Regions from separate parts of the Mus musculus genome. Here region 2 is linked to region 1. A link is a contact called in public HiChIP or PLAC-seq data. All regions are on one chromosome and are shown on one strand. Each heading gives the region's core, a stretch centred on a gene start, on an enhancer-like site or on the middle of the called end of the contact. The rest is flanking DNA. Distances are from core to core; before and after follow the strand shown. Region 1 overlaps Gm41996 (a long non-coding RNA gene). Region 2 holds the start of Zbtb10 (zinc finger and BTB domain containing 10).

Evidence for each region. HiChIP or PLAC-seq counts read pairs in DNA pulled down with a chosen protein or histone mark.
Region 2: a contact with region 1 is called in a BATF HiChIP or PLAC-seq map of CD8 T cells, with 30 read pairs. The contact joins the promoter of Zbtb10 here to the enhancer-like site in region 1. A contact is called at or near these places in 2 of 15 datasets of contacts at CTCF or cohesin (CD8 T cells and the NIH/3T3 cell line), 16 of 484 Hi-C or Micro-C datasets (B cells, CD4 T cells, the HL-1 cell line and 11 more), 12 of 115 datasets of contacts at active chromatin or transcription factors (CD8 T cells, bone marrow-derived macrophages, embryonic stem cells and 6 more) and 1 of 9 other capture datasets (adipose tissue).

Annotation. Positions count from the first base shown.
Region 1 is chr3:9,150,576-9,158,181 of GRCm38.p6, reverse strand. Gm41996 (a long non-coding RNA gene) reads left to right here. Exons shown (of 3, transcript XR_878674.2): 3 at 692-911. Among named protein-coding and RNA genes, the nearest start is that of Gm41996, 20 kb to the left of the region's middle. Within about 2 kb of position 3,796, at least 158 of the 459 cell types and tissues checked have an H3K27ac peak or open chromatin away from gene starts, as enhancers often do. A contact at or near this core is called in B cells, CD8 T cells, the HL-1 cell line and 12 more, where this site is marked.
Region 2 is chr3:9,245,492-9,253,097 of GRCm38.p6, reverse strand. Zbtb10 (zinc finger and BTB domain containing 10) reads right to left here and starts at 2,531. Exons shown (of 6, transcript NM_177660.3): 1 at 1,018-2,531. The coding sequence starts at 1,968.

The DNA of each region.
Region 1 (7,606 bases), core at 2,547-5,046:
AAGATCAAATCTAGAATCTCCAGCTTTCTGGGCAAGGATTCTATCACTAAACTGCACCCCAGCCCTATTCTTAGGGAACCCATAACCAGATGAGAAAGTTTCAGTTGTGTTTCTTGACCCATCAAACATACATGGACTGAGGATGAAGATGTCCTTTATGGAGTGCTAATGATAGTACAAAGACAAAAAGCCACTGCCACGGGTCAGGTGTGTACAGGGCACACATCTGTAATTTCAGTACCGGGAGACAGAAGCAGGACAATCGCTAGTCAGCAGTCAGCCTGAGAACGTAAGGAACGAATTCAGTCTAATTGTAGAAGCCGAATAGCTATCTGATGGCATCAGCCCAAGGGCTCTGGAAAAAAAATGGCTGTAATGTTCTTATCCATGAAGAATTGGAGCCATGCTAAGCCTAAGTGTACTGGTTTACTTTAGATGGGCAGACCAGTTCGGTGGTATCCGGAGAGCAAACATGAACAAGCAGTCAGCCAGGCCTCAGCCAAATTGGCACAAGTCAGCAGGAGAGCCAGGACCACCAGGAATGCCAGGAGAAGTTCTCAGCTGTGCCTCTCTCAGCAAAGACTTGAGACCAAGATGCACTGAAAAGCTAGCTTTGCAAGCAGGCCTAGCCCTTGTCACTGTCTGTTGAGTCTTATTTATACTCCCTCCAAACATCCCATGTCTCCCACAGGTCTCACCTCACCAGGTGTCTTGCCTCTGCACATGAGTCTTTTAGCAAACTCCATGTTGAGTCTGGATCAGCTGACATCACTCTGCCAATCAGCCCGCGTTGCAGAAGCTGCGAGAAGCTACCAGCACACCACCAGAAGGGTTTTTTGGTGTGTTTTTCTCTTTGGAGTCCTGACAAAGATCATCAATAAAACAATGGTAAAGTGTACCAATACCATCTAGCATCATCTACCGTCTGCTGAGTCTTTCTTAACATCATGTGTCCTTTTATGTTTTTCCTTTAGCAAAACATCCTTTGTGCAAAACAGGCCTGTGTCTGCCTTAGTGAAACATCTCACCTGTGACTCCCTTGGCATCCTTGTATTGTTGCTGTTTAAATGTAAGAATAGCATAGAAGAATACAAAAAAAAAAGGTAGAAGAAAACAAGTCACTGACTCCTCTGACTGTCACACATAAATAAATAAAATTAAATTTAAAAAATTTAATGTAAAAATAAATATTTAAGCACTTGCATTGCTACATACAGTACCAGAGACAAAGTAGGTGAGTTGCTAAGAAGTGCATCTTGACATGAGCATGAACAAAGACCTGTTTTCAGTTGAGGGCAAACGTGTTCCTTATCCTTACAATCCATGGCAAATCAGCTGCAATCTTATTCACATTCTAAGCTGGTCACCCCGTCTGCTGCATGAGTCCAGCCACAAACAGCTGCAGGGGCTGGCTTGTAGGCAGGCATATAATTCTCAACGCTTAGGTGATGCAAAACTACTTTGACCTAAGAAGTCTTCCGTGAAGATATCAATTTTCTCCTTAGGTTCCAGAGTCACCTTGAGTCCATGTCATCTCATCTGTGATGAGAACTCTAAGGACAGGCCACCTTTTCACAGTTGAACTCTGACTATCCATCCACCAACTTAATGTAATGGGTGGTTACAGACACTATGTAAGGCCTGATCCCGCCCCCCTGCCCCAGAGCAGGGCACTGCCTAGCCTCCCACAGGAAGTGACATCATGGTCTCTAGACAGTGAGCGCAATCCCTTCTCCTGGGAAAGCTCCAGGCAGGATGAGCTTCTCAAGTGTAGCTATCCACTGCCTCAGACGCACTTCAGTCTAATGACATCAGAATCTCCGGAAACAGATCCCTGTGGCCAGTAACCAGCGGGCTTGGGGATGCTCCATGGTTAACAGCCACCTGAAAAGAACTAATTGTGGTAGCTGATGCTAAAGCTTTAGCACCCCAGTGTTCAGGATCACCCCAGCAGAGTAGCTCCCCTCTGAAGGCCCTCTTCACTCTGATAGGCTTGACCTTTATACCTCATATCCAAGAATGACAGGACTTAGACCTTGAATTCTACAATGACAGTTTATGCTCACTTGATTGCCACTGCCTATGGTCACACATGTGCGCGTGTGCGCGTGCCGCGCGCGCGCACACACACACACACACACACACAATGTAGTGACACACAAAACTGTTAAACTAAAAGCAGGTGCTGTTCCTCCCGTCTCAGTTCCAGAATGGTATGCAGCAGCACACACACAGCTGGTGCTATATTGGTTTGATTTTTGTTTTGTTTTGAACAGAACACACTAAACACACCGAGGGTCTGAGACAATGTAGGCTTTTGTGACTGTGTGAAGCGCTACTCCTAACAAGATCTGTAGACACTGGCCCTAAACTCACAGAGACCCTGAGTGCTGTGACTAAAGGCATGGGCCGCCACCACCCAGTGGGACTTTTGTTTTTTGTTTTTTTGTTTTTTTATTTATTTAGTTTTTATTTTGTTCAAGGTAGGGTTTCCCTGTGTAGCCTTGGCTGTCCTAGAATTCACTCTGTGAATCAGACTGGCCTTGAACTCAAAGATCCATCTGCCGCCTGAATGCTGGGATTAAAGACGTGCATCATTTTCTCTATACATTTCTAAAATGAAAAAATAAAGTTGATCTATTCTTCTTCCCCCACTCCTCCATTCATTCATTCATTCATTCATTCATTCACTTATTCACTCATTTTGAGTTCTAGCAATGGGACCCAGGGCCCACACACAGTTACAGGTCAGGTCTATCACTGAGCTATATCCCAGCCCCAGGTGAGTCACTTCTCAACGGGGATCAGTTCTAGATCGAAAAACTTATCTAAACTATACCATATTAACATTGTGTCTCTCAAGAGTGATTTGCAGTCTGTAGAGTGCACTCAACTATGCGTTTTTGAATGTCCCTGCTTTCAGGAGAGCACTCTGCTAGAAAGGTTCTAACTGCCCCAAGACCTTGACAGTGCAAACGCAGTGTTAAAGCGGATTGCATTCTGTCTGCACCCATGACACTTGTAAACCATACTATGATTATGCTGAAGAAATGCACTACAAACCCCACAGAAGCCTCGCACTGCTGGACAGACAGGTCTCAATCCATGCCAAATCAGAAAATCACGGGACAGCTTCTCTGAAATCTCGCTTGAGAAAAGGTCCATTGTAAAATCTCCAAAGGTCCTGAAAGGCTTTGAGGAGCCAGGAGAAGCAGTGTTCCCACCCATTGGGAGGCCCCCAGTGGCAGCAACTGTGGAGAGGTTAGGAGAATTCTGTGAGCTAGGGGCTTCCCAGGGCGACCACCCCCAGCTCCTCTTTCCTTTTCACAAAACAGAAGTGGGGATTTCGTCTTTGCTGAACAGCCTTTAGGACTTTCCCAGCCTCCCAAGGAGAAGATGCAAAGTGGGGGTCCCCACTTTTAAGGACCCCTGAAGCTCCCCTAGGACTTGACCCTGGTGAAGTGTTTGTAAAGATGCTGCCCCATCTGCATTTCACCCATTAAGCCATCCTGACTAAAGTTAGGGCGTGGTACTACACTAGGCAGCTTCAGAACCTTCTAGATGACATTTAAACAGTTCCGATGGAGAACAACAGCTTCAGGCTGTATATCGATAAGCGCAGGCCTGTGCACTGTGCTTAAAATGGTTGGGAGGGGTTTGGGGTGGGCATGAAGGCCGGAGCTCGGGACCCTTTCACCCTCCTGTACTGTACCTGGCCTTCAGTACTGCCTCCCGCATCCCTTTCCACACCACCACCTCTTACTTTCTGTTTCACTTTTCTTCTTTCCACCTCTTCTGCAGCAGAGAGCAGATTACAGGAAGTAGGAGACAATCGAGTTAAACTAGGTAACTGAACTGTGAGCAGAGCTCAGAGGTGGAGCGCTGGCTTAGAGCCTGTGAGGCCCTGGGTTTGATCTCAGCTCAGAGAAGTGACAGCCTTTTCCAGGGCATAACCCACTATACTCCAGAACAAGCCAGTAGAAGTAGGCTTTACCTCACCAAGGGCAACATGGATTGGCACAGACCCTTTACGTGCCGTGCCCATGCTTAGAAACTATGAGATCTGTTGAAATGGGAGAGGGAGAAATAGAAAGACTTGCTTGTTGACACCCAGAGATATCCATGTCCCTGTGTCATCGGAAAGTGGAATTCTTCTTTTATGCCAAGTACCGGTTGTCCTGTCTCTGGGGGAAAAAATGTCATACCCTGGGCAAGCATGGAGAGAGAGAAAAAAAGTAATTCAGGAGCAGGCAGGCATCCAAGCATCCGACTGAGTATACAGCAGGAGCCGATCTGTGTGAGCTGTGTGTGGTTAAATCAGTCAGGCCTGAGTGAGTCATCTGATACTCTCAGGATGTCTCAGCAGAGAAGCCGCACCAAGCAATGCAGCTTAGGGATCAGACAGCAAAAGTCCCTTTATCATTGAAACCTCCTGACCTCAAAGTCAGTCTTCTGTGTTTACATTCTTTGGGGAAGTCACCTCAGAAGACATAAAGAGGCTTTTGAGCTTGTAGCTTAGCAATTTTCACAAGGATCCAGAACCACCTTTTTCAGTGGCCAATTTAAATGTCTTATTAAACCAGCCTTTGAGCCCAGATCACTTATTAAATATTTGACCCAGGAATCTAAGCCTGAAAAACTAACAACATTAAAAATGACATACAAATAATATGGGAGATGCAGGTATGTTGCTATCTAGGCTGAGAGCATCTAAGCTATAAATTTCAAAACCTTCTTGACTGAAAAAGGAGAGTGCCAGGTAAGTCCATTTGTCCTGAGTCCCACGGTGGGACCAGACCGTGGTTGGCATGGCCCAGAATGAGAAGAGTCCAGGCAAGCAGGAGCTGCAAACTCACCAAACTCTTCTACACTTGACCGTTTGAAACAGAAACAGCAGCAACCAGAAGACCATTTTTTAAAGATGGTCTTTTTGTGGTAAAAATAATTTGAGGTAATGCTCTTCTTAGAAGTTTGGAAGGAATCTGTTGACACATAGCTCCAACAAACTATAAACACCCCCAACCTTTTGTTAGGAATGTATACCGCCAGCAGTAAAGCATGGGGCTTATTGAGATATGAGGAATGCTCCTATAACAGCAAGGAGTACCCACAGGGATGCTTCCAGCATCTGACTAGGGCTCGCATGTGCTGCTGGCTAGGCGTGACAATGGCATCGAGGGTGAAGGTCTTCTGTGTGCGCAGGTCTAGCTCAGGGACAGTATGTTCACTAGTTCACTGATGAGCCTGAGAACAGGCAGAGAGCTGCTGTGATGGGTCAATCAGGGCCTTTTGTGTGCGCCTTTGTTCTCTCTCTCACCAGTGTCTCTCTCACCAGTGTCTCTCTCACCAGCATGTTTATCACCAGTGTTTCTATCACCAGTGTTTCTATCACCAGTGTTTCTATCACTAGTGTGTGCATTTCTATCACCAGTGTGTTTATCATATGGTCTCATAGGAAACTCACCAGCAAAGGTGGGCATGGTAGCTCACACCTAAAATCCCAGTACCGAGAAGTTTGAGGCTGGCTTTAGCTACATATGAGATCTTGTCTAAGAACCAAAATGAGGAAGGGAGAGAGGGAAAGAGGGGGAGGGGAGGGAGAGAGTGGGGAGGGATGAGAGAGGGGGAGTGAGGAGGAGGGGAAGGGAGAGGAGGGGGGGGAGAGGGGGGAGAGGGCTTGCTTCACCTCCCACTGCTGGGCTGGCAGGAGAGTGCCAGCATCCCGGATGAGTCAGTTGGTTTTATTCCAATGCTCTCCAGCACCTTGTACTACTTTATAACTTTGTGAAAGTGAATGGAGACAAATTAAATAAACAAATATGCAGTGCTTTATAAGAGAATAAATATCTTTATAAGTGTGTGAAAGCCACAGTTTCTTAGGAGTTTGAATAATAAGAGAGAAAAACCCCATTGATTTGGACTTTCTCAAGGCATTTTAAATGTGTGCTCTTCAGGACACTAAGAAAACCAAAAGCAATTTAGGAACTGAAGAACATACTTAGAGTGCAATCATCTATTGAAGGACGTGTGTTAACAATATATAAAGAGTTTTCTTGGGCAGGAGAGAGTCTGCTCAATGATTAAAGCATGCAGCACTCTCACAGAGGACCAGGGTTCAGTTCCCAGCAGCCTGCGACTCCAGCTCCATGTGCATCCAGACCCCCGGGGGGTCCCTGGACTTGGGGATATCCTGCCCCTCCCCACACAGACACACACACAAACACACAATTTAAAACAAATCTTTTTAAAATAAAATCATATCACCATAAAGCAGCAAGAGATTCGAGATGATGTTTCACCAGAGAAGATGCAGGGGCTGAGGGGACTTGAGAAAGCAGCCTGCTTTTAGTCATAGGAAAGTGAAAGTGAGAGCCCCTGACACCTACAGGTCTGCCCACAGTGAGAAGGAGCAAGAAAAGGAAACAAGGGAACCACAAGTGACCCCAGCTGTGCTGTCTCACACCAAGAGTGCAAAGAAGCCATTGGGGAAAACAGGTAGGTTCTCCCTGTGTCCCTGCTCCTTCCCTCTCCCTCCCCATTACATCTCCCCTTCTCAGTCCATCCCTCTCCCGCTCCCTGTTCCTCCCTCTCCCCATTCCCTCCTCCCCTTTCCTCCTCTCCCCTCCCCTTCCCATCCCTCCTTCTACCTCTCCCAGTCCCTTCCCCTCTCTTTCATCCCTCTCCCTCCTCCTCCCCTTCCCCCTCCATCTCCCCTACTCTTTCTCTATCATCATCATCATCATTATTAATTTGCATATTTATTTGAAACACTGTCTCTTTACATAGTCCTGGCTGTTGTATAGGTCAGGCTGGCCTCATCCTCACACAGATCCTCCTGCCTCTGCCTCGAGGTGCTGGGATTAAAGCTGTCCACCACCTTGCCCAACTCTCTCTTTTCTTGAAATTAATTCTTTAGTTAGCATGCAACATAATAGGCACAATAATAACATTTTATGCACATTTATCATGGTGGCTTTCTCATCTTCACTCTGCCCCTCCTGAGAGAAAACATGTGATAGTTGTTCTTTCTTGCTTCCTCTCCATTAGCCCCTCTAGATTCCATTTCCCTTTGGTCCCACCTGGTTTCAAGCACCTCTTGTATTTTTTGTCACAGATATGAAATAAAACCTGCAGTATTTATTTGTCTTCCTGTGTCTGCCTTATATTGTGAAACACAATCTCTGGTTCCACCTATTTCTCAAAAAAATAAACAAACAAACCAACAACAACAATGAACATAATCTTTTTTGTTTAATTTTTTATTGGATATTTTCTTTTTTTACATTTCAGATATTATCCCCTTTCCTGTCCCCATCCCGGAAACCCCCTATCCTATCCCCCTCTGCCTCTATGAGGGTGTTCCTGATCCAACCACCACTCCTTCCACCCCACCTCAGTTCCCCTACACTGGGGCATCGAGCTTTCACAGACCAAGGGCTTCTCCTCCCATTGATGCCAGACAATGCCATCCTCTACTACATATGTGGCTGGAGCCATGGGTCCCTCCATGTGTACTCTGGTGGTGGTTTAGTCCCTGGGAGATCTGGGGGTGGGGTGAGTCTGGTTGGTTGATATTGTTGTTCTTCCCATGGGGTTGCAAACCCCT
Region 2 (7,606 bases), core at 1,282-3,781, 96 kb before region 1:
ACTATAGTGTAAGTGTGCTGAGCAGCAGGATGGCTCCCATAAACACCATGGTGAGGTACTAATACCTGAGTGTCGGTCAGCAACACAAAAGAATCAATTCCACCCACCACCACAGGTTGTCTGAGTCATAAAAAGGAAGACTGACCAACAGCTATTTGACTTGAAAAGGGCTATCAAAACGGTCAGGCTCCTGTAAAAAGGGGGGAGGGGGACTAAAGCTCATAGGTAGGCTTGCTCTGTAACTAGGTTTCCAGTGAGCAAATGAAGCCCAAATCACTTCACATTAAACATTTCCAGAGCTAAGATTAACACCCTTCATATAAGCTATTCACGACCATGTTTTTGAAAAGGATAATACACTCAGAAGAGAAATATCAGTAAGTAACTAGCTAAAGTGTACAATGATTATACCAAACAAGTTTAACAGAGACGGACATCGTAAAATTATTTACCCTACTGAACTAACTTCCTGTACATTTGCATAAGCCTCTCATATTTCACATTATCTCGACCTGACACGAGTTTAAGAGTGGACAGCCTGTAGCACCGAAGCTTAAGGAAACTGTTTAATCCATTCTTCAGGCTACTTCTAGTACTTTAGTGTCTACGAACACAAGAAGGGACAGTTCTAAAATCTCCTCTGACTTAAAAAAAAAAATCCTTTTTGACCGAAAGTCAATCAAAGGTTAAAATCTCCAACCTCTCCCAGCCTCTCTCTCGGATTCAATCTCACAGGCAAACCCTAACTCGAAAAAGAAGATAAACCCAGCGATATCATTAGAAAACTGTCCTTCTACCCCTCCTCCCCCAATAGATCCACAACTTTGGAAAACTTTGTTTCCAGGCTTTCTAAACCCCTACGCATAAGCTCTCGCGAACCTCTCTCGATCGGAACGAAGTGAGTCTTCCCCCGGAGGATCTTAATTTCCCCCCTTCTTTACTTTAGTTTTAGTCTTCCCCACTGATAAACCTTTCCCAAAAGATGTGGTCGAAAAGCAAAGGCAGGATCTACGGTACCTGGGCGTTGGCTTCGTGGAGTTTGTGTTCGGTGGAGACGTGGTGCCTTAGGAGCAGGGTTTTCTTGTAGTTGCGGGTCCCTCGCGAAAGCTCATCATGCCCCACCTGGGTAAGGTCCACGCCGCCCCCATCCTCGGGGATCTTTTGGCACCATCCGCAGAACATAAGGCCGGTATCCTTGGAGTACCGCAGCCAAGGGAAGTCCTTGAGCCAAGAGGTCTGGAAGGAGCACTGGAGCTTCTGCAAGAGGGACTTGGGCCTCGCGAGCGGGAAGTGCTGGACAGTCTCTCCTTCGCCAGCTCCCACACCGCTGCCCTCCGCTTCGTCCCCACCATCGCCGCCCGACCGCCTGCTGCTGCTGCAGCTGCCGCCTTCCGCCCCACTGCCATCGCCCGGGCTCGCCCCCTCCTCCTCGGTGCTGTAGCTCAGGGACGCCCCGTCCTGCATCCACTCCTTCCCCTCCAGCGCGTCCAGCTCCGGATCCACGGCCGCCGGCCCTCGCCCATTGAAATGCCTGAGGGGCCACGCCGAGGTCTCCGGGCGGCCGCGGCTGCTGCCATTGTTGCCGAGACCCCCGCCGCCTCCCCCGCGGAAGGCCAGAGTCCGACGGTTCCTTTCCGCTAGCAGGGGGCCCCCCGCGCCGCCGCCCAGCAAGGAGGGGCCGCCCGTGTCCTGAGGGAGCAGCAGCAACTCCTTGACGTCCTCGGCGGCGGCCGCGCCGGCGGCGGCCTCCGAGTCCTGGGGCTCCAGGCCCTCCAATTCCATTTCCTCGTCGGCCCCGCGCCCATTCGGCTGCTGCGGCGCGGGCGGCGCGGGCAGTCGCGGTTGCGGCTGCGGAGGCCAAGAAGAGGCCTCCCCGCCAGCGTTATTGTTCGTGGGGCCGCCGCCGCCGGTGACCAACCCGCCTCCTCGGAACGCCAGCGTCCTGCGGTTCATCTCACTGAACGACATGGCGCGCGCCGCGGTCACCGCCGCCGCCGCCGCCGCCCGGTGCCTCGGCTCGCGCCCGGGCTCCGGCCGCGTCCCGCGCGCTCGCCGCGGCTCCCCCAACGCTTCGCCCCCGCCCCCGCCCCCGGCGCTGCGCTGCGCCGCTCTGCGCTGCGCTCCCGCCGGCCCGGCCTCACCCTCCCGCCGGCTCGCGCTCGCTCCCGGGCCGCCGCACGCGTCTACTGCCGCCGCCGTCCCAGCCGCGTCCTCTCCACCCGCGCCCCGCCGCGCTCCGGGCAGCGTCCCGCGCGGAGCGGTGGGCGGGCAGCGGAGCGGCGAGCCGGGCGCGTGCGGCCTTCGAAGTTGAGGAGGAGTGCGGTTGCCCCTCCGCTGCCCCGCTTCAGCGCTGCGCGCACACACCGGCCCGCCAACAGATCTCCGTCCTCGGGGGGAGTCGTGTCGCCGCCGCCGGCTGCCGAGGCGCGGACGCGAGAGGCGCGCTAAGCCGCCAGGCTCCGCCACATAGCGAGCCGACAATAAAGCCGGCGGAGCGTTTCCGTCCGACCAGGCCCTGGCGGAGGTCGAATGGCAAATGAACAACGGACCGTGCGCCCACAATGCACCGGGGTAGCAGTAACCGCTGGAGGGGGAGAGGGTGGGGGCCGGCCGGGGGAGGGGGCGGGCTGGGCCGGGCTGGGCTGGGCCGGGGGCGCCCGGGGACCGGGAAAGGGGCCGGCCGCTCGGGCCCGCGGGCGGGGGTGCGGCCACGGGAAGGAAGCGGGCGGGGCACGGGCTGGGGTCTCGGGGCGGGGCCGGCTCGGCCAGGACAAACAGCTGGCGGGTGTCAGGGGCCGGCTCGCCGCGGCGCGCCCGTGCGCACGGTCCCCGGCTCTCGCCACGACTTCACCTGGGACTCCAGGAGTAAGTGCGGTGGGAGCGCGCCCGGCCCTGTCATCTGCCGGGGGAGGGGTGGGTGGCCGTGCCCGAGGAAGTGAACTTATTTTGTTCCTGCACAAAAGACTGGACCAGGCGGTGCCTCCCTCGCGAGGACACCTCCTTGGGCTCCTTGTGTACGCCGGGCAGCACCTCTGGCCCCGGGCGACGATCGTTTCGCAGAAAATGCACCGCCCCGAGTGTCTTATTGCTGTGATGAAATGGAAATTTAAATAAAAGGTCGAACACGTGCGTTCAGTGGGAAGTATTGACATGGGTGTTACATCACCAGCAGCCAATCAGATATCTCCAGTCGTGTTTATACTTCTACAACCACCTTGTGAGTATTACAGTATGTCATAGCGTTATAAATATTAGGCAGGGTTTTCCCCATGAACGGGGAGGAGTCAGCTGCTGCGGGCGCCGCGTGCGGCCGCGAAGGGAGTGCAGCTCCGAAGACAGGGTGTGTAGATGAGAATTAATTTTTAGGATTTTGAGAAAAGCTCTTGGCATCGCGTATGGAATTTAGAGTGATTACATCGGTCTAAGCTGGAAATGAACCTCCCTAAGTTATATTAGTTTACTTTTTTGTTTTTGTTTTTCAGAAAGAGGCCTTGCCAATTAAGAACCCTTAAACTCACCCTCCCCATTAACTATGCTCTATTTGGAAAACATTAGCACGTTTACACTCATTAATTCACAAAGTGAGGTCGATTTATCTGTTATTTATTGGGAGCGATTTTTGAAACAGGGTCAAGGCCAGCCTAGTCTACATTTTAGGTCAGCCAGGGATACACACAAAGATCCTGCCTCAGTATCTCGAGTTCTGGTATTACAGGTGTGAACCACCATGTTGCACAAGCTTAATTTAAAAATTCGTATGTTTGAGCCTATTTCAGGCTTTCTTTCCTGTTTTTTTTCCCCCTGCCTTTCTTAATTTTTTGTTTTGTTTTGTTTTGTTTTTGTTTTTCGAGTCAGGGTTTCTCTGTGTAGCCCTGGCTGTCTTGGAACTCACTCTGTAGACCAGGCTGGCCTCGAACTCAGAAATCCACCTGCCTCTGCCTCCCAAGTGCTGGGATTAAAGGCGTGTGCCACCACACCCGGCTAATTTTCTTTCTTTCTTTCTTTCTTTCTTTCTTTCTTTCTTTCTTTCTTTCTTTCTTTCTTTCTTTCTTTTTTTTTTTTTAAGACTATGTAGCCCTAGCTGTCCTGGAACTCACTAGGCAAGAGTGGCTTTGAACCCACAGACATCCACCCACCTGGAGTTTCCCTTTTGGGGTGGGAGTGGAGTGAAGAGAGCAGTTGATAAATGGTGGTCTCTCATCTTTCAAGTTTTAAAATTCAGATTGATGGCTGTTGTGTCTGAGGACTCAAGAGTTAAGTTCCCAGAGCCTGTGTATGGCGACTGCCTGTGTAAGTGTATGGAGGCTCAGAGCCTGTAATAGCAGCAACAGGGGATTTGCTCAGGTACCAGGCACACATGGTGCACAGACAGACATACCTGCAGGAACAATGCCCATGCACACAAGTTTTTAAAGCACATTTTCTCAGTGTTATAAATTAATATTTGCTAACACTTTTTTTTGAGACAGCATTATTATGTAGCCTGCTGGCCTTGAACTCTCCAGCCTGGGTCTGTCACCATGCCCAACTTACCTCAATGGAACTTTTGATTTGTTTATACAGGTCTCACTCTATGTCCCTGGTTGTCCTAGAAAGCACTGTATAGATGAGGCTACCTGTAATTCACAGCAATCCTGCCTTAGTCCAGGCTAGGATTAAAGGTGAGAGCCCCATGCCCAGTTTCCTTAACACTTCTGATTGAACTAAGCCCAAGACGAGTGTTGAGCTGTGTCGATTTAGATTTTTCAAAGCCACTTTGACTTAATTCGCCTTAATTTTGGTACCTGGTGTAATGAAGTTTTGTATATGAAATAAAATTGATGAATTCTAAAGTGAGTTTGAGTTTACTTGTGTAAACTTGTCACCTATGACAACATAATTTCGGTGAGCTGACTGAGGGGACTTCCATGCCACCAAAAGCTTTGACTTGGGGTGTCTTCCTATCATCTACCCGTACTGCCACCTGCCATCAGGTGCCGTAGGCCCTGTACTTGGATAAAGGCCCTCAGAGTGAGTTGGTGAGTTCTGGTTGGTGATTTTTCAGACAGTTCTGTGCCATACACCTTGGAGGAAGAAGGAAAACCTGCCTGCTGTGGCTGCTGTAGTATGGAAAAGTGTGACAATGACATGCTTGGTTTTCAATGTGTTTTTTTTTTTTAAGACTCTAAGCATTTTGCAAATAAATACATTATATTTTAACCACCCCAGCCTCTTTCCCTTAAAAAAAAAAAAGTGGTTACTGACATCAATCAATTATAAGATTAAGATTGAGAAATGTCATCTGTATTTATTCATATCATCTGCTTTATTCAAAAACTAATAAACTTACCTCATCTCAAGCTTGAATCCCTAATTAATGTAGAATAGGAACTATATTAAGTTAGGCTAGAATCTGCTTCCTATGTATTTTTATAGCAATCGAGTCAACCAAAACAGTTCAAGTTCTACTTGGCATTCACAATGAGTAAATGCCTTTCCTCACACGCACATCCTTCCTTATGTTTTATAGGTCTACACTGTTGTTAGGTATGGTAGCACATTACTGTAATCCCTGAAATGAGGAAGCTGAGGCAGGAGGATCATTTCAAACTAGCCTCTGCTATAGGCTTTAGACCAGCCTAAGCCACACAAGATCTTGTCTCAAAAAATGAATTAATGGACAAATATTTAAATAATTTCCACATGGCTTCTTTCTGAAATTATCTTTAAACATGAGCTAATTGAGTGACACTCAGGATGGGGAGCCACTGTGCGGCTCAGGACTCCCAGGAAGCCCATCTCCAGGGGATCCAGTTGCCTCTTCTGTTCTCCACAGACAACCCGCCCCCAACACACACATAAAAGTAACTTTTAAAGAATGAATGATGGAGCCGTGTGGTGGCACACATCTTTAATCCTAGCACTTGGGAGGCAGAGGCAGGCGGATTTCTGAGTTCGAGGCCAACCTGGTCTACAGAGTGAGTTTCAGGACAGCCAGGGCTATACAGAGAGAAACTGTCTCAAAGAGTGAATGATACATTAACATGGACCCTGAGATCTCTCAAATGCTGGACCACCAACCTGGCAGCATACACCAGCTGATCTGAGGCCCCAACACATATAGCAGAGGACTGCCAGGTCTGGGTTCAGTCAGAGAAGATGCACTTAACCCTCAAGAGACTGGAGGCTCCAGGGAGTTTAGAGATCTGGTTGGGTGGGAGGTGGGGACATCCTTGTGGAGTCAGGGGTGAAGAGGAGGTGTGGGATGTGAAACAGTCAGAGGGTGGATGCAGGGTGGGCTTAGAGGGGAGGGAGAGTAAAGTCTGGAGCATAAAAAAATAAAAGCGTTCCTTGGTTAGATCCCCAGGACTGTAGAAACCAGGCATGCTAGCATGGACCTGTGACTCCATCACTTGGAAAGGAGAGGAAGAGAACCAGACTTCATCCTTAGCTATATTAAGTGTGAGGCCAGCCTGGCATTCAGGAGCTCCAGCCTGAAAAGAAAAAAATAAATAGCAATACTAGATTTATGTAAATTAAATTCTATGACCATTGAACTAATTAATAGCCAAATAGTATTGGTGAGAGGAGTAGGTGTGTGTGTTTATGTATGTGTGTGTGAGAGAGAGAGAAAAAGAGAGAGAATGTGTGTCTCTCTGTGTGTTTATTTCAGTTGTCTGCCTCTAAAACCTACAAGAAATCAGAAACCTTGAAGGAATCAGAAACAGATATCTACCACCAAATGCCCTGTACTAAGGGAACTGTGACTAACAAGGGGCTCTCCTTCTCTGTAAATGGAGTGTTTAGGAATTCCCCCACCCCTTCCAGTCTCCAACTAACAAGCAGGGGCCTGTCCTCCCCTGTGGCCCCCATACTTAGTGTTAGGGTTCTGCCATATTTAAGGGAATCCCCCAATGCTTACCAGGGAACCCCTGAAGAACGGGGCAATCCCAAGCTGTCTGCCCCCTAATTTCACTTAAATTTTGTAAACTTCTAGAGGTGATGGTTCATGCTGTCCCTGGGGGACTGATAGGAAGTGACACCTAGACCTGGCTCAGCTGAGCCTTGGTCAGACTACACTGTCCTGTAGTGTCTTGGAGGGCCTTTGCTGCTCAGCCCTTTGTCTGATCTGCTTCTGAGAAATGGTACAGGTCATCTCCCAGAAAGATGGGGCTCATTTTACTCTCGCAAACTCAAGCAAAGAATAAGACTTTCAGAAAGAGTTTATGATGTCTTTCCTCACAATCTTCCTTGATAAACTTTTCTGTTGATTCTTTTATCTTTCTTATCTAAAGAGAAGTTATTCTTTCAAAAAAATTGAATTAGAGTCAAATAAGGTGGCTCATTTGTATAACCCTACCCCTTAGGAGGCAGAGGCAGGAGGATCAAACATTCAAAGGTGTGCCTGACCCTAGAGGATATTTTCAGCTAGGGTAATTCTTTCCTGTCAAAGCTAAACTTTATACACAAACAATGTTATATCTCTAAAATTATAAGGTACATTGTTTTTAATTGCTACATTAAAATTAAACTTTATTGTTCAAATATAGTTGTAGGAAAAAAGAAAAGTCTTACCCACTATTTCCAGTACCCGGAATTAATCAATATCATGAAAATAGTGTATCTG